2 separate regions of the Mus musculus genome follow, and region 2 is linked to region 1. Evidence: chromatin contacts called from public Micro-C data. All regions are on one chromosome and are shown on one strand. The core of a region is the stretch at or near the end of the contact, and the rest is flanking DNA. Distances in the headings are between cores, read along the strand shown.

Evidence for each region. Hi-C and Micro-C count contacts between places; a contact is called where the count stands out from the background.
Region 2: a contact with region 1 is called in a Micro-C map of muscle stem cells, with 3 times the contacts expected there. The contact joins the promoter of Tagln here to the enhancer-like site in region 1. A contact is called at or near these places in 2 of 39 promoter capture datasets (the C10 cell line and hematopoietic stem and progenitor cells), 1 of 484 Hi-C or Micro-C datasets (muscle stem cells) and 3 of 9 other capture datasets (adipose tissue, liver and pancreatic islet).

What each region holds. Positions count from the first base shown.
Region 1 is chr9:45,802,176-45,804,875 of GRCm38.p6, reverse strand. It overlaps Cep164 (centrosomal protein 164), which reads left to right. Exons shown (of 30, transcript NM_001081373.3): 5 at 1,548-1,703; 6 at 2,099-2,233. Among named protein-coding and RNA genes, the nearest start is that of Cep164, 25 kb to the left of the region's middle. Within about 2 kb of position 1,300, at least 19 of the 459 cell types and tissues checked have an H3K27ac peak or open chromatin away from gene starts, as enhancers often do. A contact at or near this core is called in muscle stem cells, where this site is marked.
Region 2 is chr9:45,934,693-45,937,392 of GRCm38.p6, reverse strand. It overlaps Tagln (transgelin), which reads left to right and starts at 1,335. Exons shown (of 5, transcript NM_011526.5): 1 at 1,335-1,559.

The DNA.
Region 1 (2,700 bases), core at 51-2,550:
TGAGCAGGCCGGGCAGGCTCAGTTTGCTCACAATCCACTTGGAGAAACTTGCAGCGCTTTTTCCTACCATAGGCATAAGAGCACACAGAACACTTCCTCTGAGACAGATGTGACTGAGCTCAGTCCCCTCTCTGCCCAACTAAGCCTGTGACTTTGGACAGGGTTTTTGACCACACCCACCTCCGTTTACCCAAGTAACCCAAGTATGGGGTCTCCCCATAGTGGTAGAGCCCACCTCAGGTGATTGTAAGAATGAGCAGGGCCTAGTGTTGAGTATCACTGGCCTGTTTTATGTGTCGGTAGCTTTTCTCCCTGACGAAGATGATCTACCACAGGTAGGATGATCGTTGATCTACAGAGGTGAGGGTCATATGTTACCTCAGGTGTCGACTGGCCGAGAGGGTGGTGGGGCTCTGACCTTTGGATCCTCCTTTCTTAGTTTACTCTTAGGAGTTAGAGTGGAACGAAATACGTTCTCTCTGTTTTATACCTTGTAAATTTGAGAAAAGTTTTGAAGGGACTTGTAATGTGTTCCCAGCACATTTGTGCTGATCTCTTGTAAGACCGTGTGCATGTGTGTGTGCATGTGTGTGTGCAACTGTAAGTGCTTGTGGAGGCCAGAAGAGGGTGTCAAAGATTGTCTGGAACTAGAGTTGGAGGCAGTTGTGTGCGAGCTGCCCGAAGTGGGTTATGGGAACTGAATGCACTCAGATGCCTTGGCAGATCAGCAGACTTTCTTAACCAGTGAGCCGTCTCTGCAGCTCCTGCGCTGGCTTCTTGCTTTTGTTAAGTCAGACGCTCACAGTGCACATCCCTGTAATACGAGTGGCCCTGTACTGTTGCTACAGTCCTGGGCCCCTTCCAGAAGCCCCTCATCTCCTTTGGGCTGCTTAGCAGACCTCAAAGGGCCAAGCATGGATCCTCGTCATTCTTGCAGACAAAAGAACTGGGGGTGTCAGGGGCAGTGAGTAGCCCGGGTTCACATGTTGTGACCCTGCCTGGATTTTGACTCCAGTTCTCACTGGCATGAAGGAAGCCTTCACTTGGCTCCTGAGAACTGGGGAGAGCAAGCCAAAGAGAGTGACAAAGCGCACACTTAAGCACAGCAGCCACCCCATGTGCAGAGTCCTCCTGGGAGGCCCAGGCTCTGCTCCGGTATTTACTCCCGTCTTCGCCAATAGCATATTGAGACTGGCTTTTCTTGACTTATCAGTTTTAAGCACCAAGAAACTTCTAGTAGCTGGGGTTTTATCTCTGCCTCCCCGCCCTACTCACTCTTCATGTGGCCCCCAGTCTCAGCATCTGCCAGATGTGAGGTAGCACACAAGTTAGCACAATCAGGAAGTCAGCCTGTCCTTTCTCAACCAGTCTCACCCATTCGGCACAATGGTATTTCTGGATGTCGCGCTTCATTAGTGGCCTCCGAGCGGAGGCGTTTTAAACTCGAACGGGCAGAATTTAGACACTTTATTTTTATACCTGCCTCCCGACACCCCAAGAGCCTTGCGGTTTCTGGGGTTTGTAACAAGATGTGTTCTATTGCCCAGGTCCTGGGTTCCCCCTTAGCTCTAGTCCAGGCCCCTCTTTGGGGCCTGGCTCCCTTACGAGGCCTTGGGGATGCCCCACCCTCTGCTCTTCGTGGGTCGCAGAGCGTGAGCTTGGGCAGCTCAGCGGATTCTGGGCATCTTGGGGAGCCCACGCTGGTGAGTCCTTTCTCTGCTGTGCATGTGTTTTGTTACCGTGGGGCCTCTTGGGTGTCACACCTGGAACTGTGGTCTGCCACTGAGACCCAAGCTTTATCTTCAGGGTTTGTCACCTAGTCTGGGTGGAGTCACTCTGGCAAGGGGGGGGGGTTGGGGGGGATTGGGGGATAGGGGTGGGGGGGGGCGGACTGGGCTGTAGGCTGCCTATGCTGATCTTCCCATCCATGTGGCTGGGGTCTTGGGGGACTGGAAAGGGAGTAAGAACTATGAATCAGACTCAGATTCATGGATATGGTAGGACTTGACTGGGGACCCATCTAAGGAATTGAGAGAGTCTGCCAGGATCGTTCTGAAGATCCTCCCGGTGAGTCCCCCGTTTCCCCTCTGTTTTGGAGCCTCCACAGGGTCTCAAGGCTGCTGCTTGTGCAAAGGGTCTCTTGGCTTCTGTCCATGAGGGCAAGAATGCTCTCAGCCTCTTGACTTTAGGGGAAGAGACCAACGAGGAGGATGAAGAGGAGAGTGACAACCAGGTAATGATGAGAGGCCCTTTCCTTTTGCGCATGTGCAGGTGCGCGTAAGAGTTGTAACTTACTTCAACTGTACAGTGATTCGGGGGTGCTAGTTGTCTTCACAATGTATGTCCATTTTCAGAATTCGTTCATAATCCCAGATTCTAGCCACTAGACCATACACCATTCCTTCTTCCTCAGTCCCTGGTAACCTCCAAGTCCTATTTTCGTTTTTTTTTTTTTTTTTCCCCCACGAGCTTGCCAGTTCTAGATGTTTCATGTGAGTAAGCTCACAGTGTTTTTCTCTCGTGTCTGGTCCCTTCTCACTCAGTATGCTGCAGCGAGAATGTAAGGCCTGGTGTGTGCATCTGCCCCACGTACCGTTCACGCACTCTTCTGTTGGTGGTACATGGGTTGGTTCTGTCTTTGGCTAACCTCCAAGCCACCCCTCCCCCAACCATTTTAAAAATTAAGTAAAAGTGATATTT
Region 2 (2,700 bases), core at 86-2,585, 130 kb before region 1:
CTCCTGGAACCCACTCTGTAGACCAGGCTGGCCTTGAACTCAGAAATCTGCCTGCCTCTGCCTCCCGAGTGCTGGGATTAAAGGCGTGTGCCCATCGAGGAGGGAGATTTTATTTAGATTATAAAAAGGACGGGATTTGGGGAATCCTGTCTAGTGAATTCAGGACGTAATCAGTGGCTGGAAAGCAAGAGCTCTAGAGGAGCTCCAGCTTATTATGACCCTTCCTTCAGATGCCACAAGGAGGTGCTGGAGTTCTATGCACCAATAGCTTAAACCAGCCAGGCTGGCTGTAGTGGATTGAGCGTCTGAGGCTGCACCTCTCTGGCCTGCAGCCAGTTCTGGGTGAGACTGACCCTGCCTGAGGGTTCTCTCCTTCCCTCTCTCTACTCCTTTCTCCCTCTCCCTCTCCCTCTCTCTGTTTCCTGAGGTTTCCAGAATTGGGGATGGGACTCAGAGACACCACTAAAGCCTTACCTTTTAAGAAGTTGCATTCAGTGAGTGTGTGAGACATAGCACAGATAGGGGCAGAGGAGAGCTGGTTCTGTCTCCACTGTGTTTGGTCTTGGGTACTGAACTCAGACCATCAGGTGTGATAGCAGTTGTCTTTAACCCTAACCCTGAGCCTGTCTCACCTGTCCCTTCCCAAGACCACTGAAGCTAGGTGCAAGATAAGTGGGGACCCTTTCTGAGGTGGTAGGATCTTTCACGATAAGGACTATTTTGAAGGGAGGGAGGGTGACACTGTCCTAGTCCTCTTACCCTAGTGTCTCCAGCCTTGCCAGGCCTTAAACATCCGCCCATTGTCACCGCTCTAGAAGGGGCCAGGGTTGACTTGCTGCTAAACAAGGCACTCCCTAGAGAAGCACCCGCTAGAAGCATACCATACCTGTGGGCAGGATGACCCATGTTCTGCCATGCACTTGGTAGCCTTGGAAAGGCCACTTTGAACCTCAATTTTCTCAACTGTTAAATGGAGTGGTAACTGCTATCTCATAATAAAGGGGAACGTGAAAGGAAGGCGTTTGCATAGTGCCTGGTTGTGCAGCCAGGCTGCAGTCAAGACTAGTTCCCACCAACTCGATTTTAAAGCCTTGCAAGAAGGTGGCTTGTTTGTCCCTTGCAGGTTCCTTTGTCGGGCCAAACTCTAGAATGCCTCCCCCTTTCTTTCTCATTGAAGAGCAGACCCAAGTCCGGGTAACAAGGAAGGGTTTCAGGGTCCTGCCCATAAAAGGTTTTTCCCGGCCGCCCTCAGCACCGCCCCGCCCCGACCCCCGCAGCATCTCCAAAGCATGCAGAGAATGTCTCCGGCTGCCCCCGACAGACTGCTCCAACTTGGTGTCTTTCCCCAAATATGGAGCCTGTGTGGAGTGAGTGGGGCGGCCCGGGGTGGTGAGCCAAGCAGACTTCCATGGGCAGGGAGGGGCGCCAGCGGGCGGCAGAGGGGTGACATCACTGCCTAGGCGGCCTTTAAACCCCTCACCCAGCCGGCGCCCCGGCCCGTCTGCCCCAGCCCAGACACCGAAGCTACTCTCCTTCCAGTCCACAAACGACCAAGCCTTGTAAGTGCAAGTCATGGGAGCAGAAGGGCTGTGGGCTCAATTAGATCCCCTAGTCTCTTCTAGTTTGCTGGGTGGAATTGGGTCCCTAGAGACCATTCTCTGTGTTAGACAAAAAGTCTGGGTTAAAATGCCTAGGATGATTTGACTGGGGCAAAAGAATAAATGGGGTGAGAGGGAGGCTCAAATTTCAGTCACTGTCCCACCCATAGGTGTATGGGCTATGTGTTAGGCCCAAAGAGGTGACAAATGAGGCCAAGGGAACAACTCCATCTTTGGATCTCCAAGAAGGTGAGGGGCTAAGTTCTGGAAAGCAGTGACCCACTGATGGTCCCCAGGGCTAATGCAACTCGGGGGAGCCAGGAGGTAGCCCCCTCAGGCAGTGGAGGACTAAAGATCTTATTTTTTGTAGCGCTAGGGATCAAACCCCAGGGCGCTATGTGTGGCAGGCATGTGCTCCATCTACCACAGAAGTTTAATGCTTCAGACTAGCCTGGGATAGGGCCTGCTTTTTCTTTCCTTTTCTCTCTCTCTCTCTCTCTCTCTCTCTCTCTCTCTCTCTCTCTCTCTCTCTTTCTTTCCTTTTCTCTCTTTCACTCTCTCTTTCTAATTTTCTTTTTCTTTTTTTCTTTCTTTTCTTTAGACAGGGTTTCTCTGTGTAGCCCTGGCTGTTCTGGAACTCACTCTTTAGACCAGGCTGGCCTCGAACTCAGAAATCTACCTGCCTCTGCCTCCCAAGTGCTGGGATTAAAGGCGTGTGCCACCACTGCCCAGCTAAGGTTTGCTTTTTCATGGCAGCTTGGTCCAGTTTGAAAGTAGGAGGTCAGTCCACTGTAGGCAGATAGGTGACAGGTGGCAGATAGGTGACAGATAGGTGACAGGTGGAGGAGCTTTGGAACTGGGACTGGACAGCCCTGGGACCCCTGTTCCTCCCAAAGGGTCTTGGTGGTTCCCCTTGGGGCTCTCTAAAGGATGTCAGTGGGCTGTTGCCACATCTATATAAGAGGACTAGTCTTCTGGAATTTAGGTGTGATCTCTCAGGGATGCAGAAATGCTCACCCTTACTGTCATTTTATGGGCTGAGGTACCACAGGCAGATATACCCTGGTTCTGCTTGTTGTCCAGGGTCTCTGCTACATGGAGG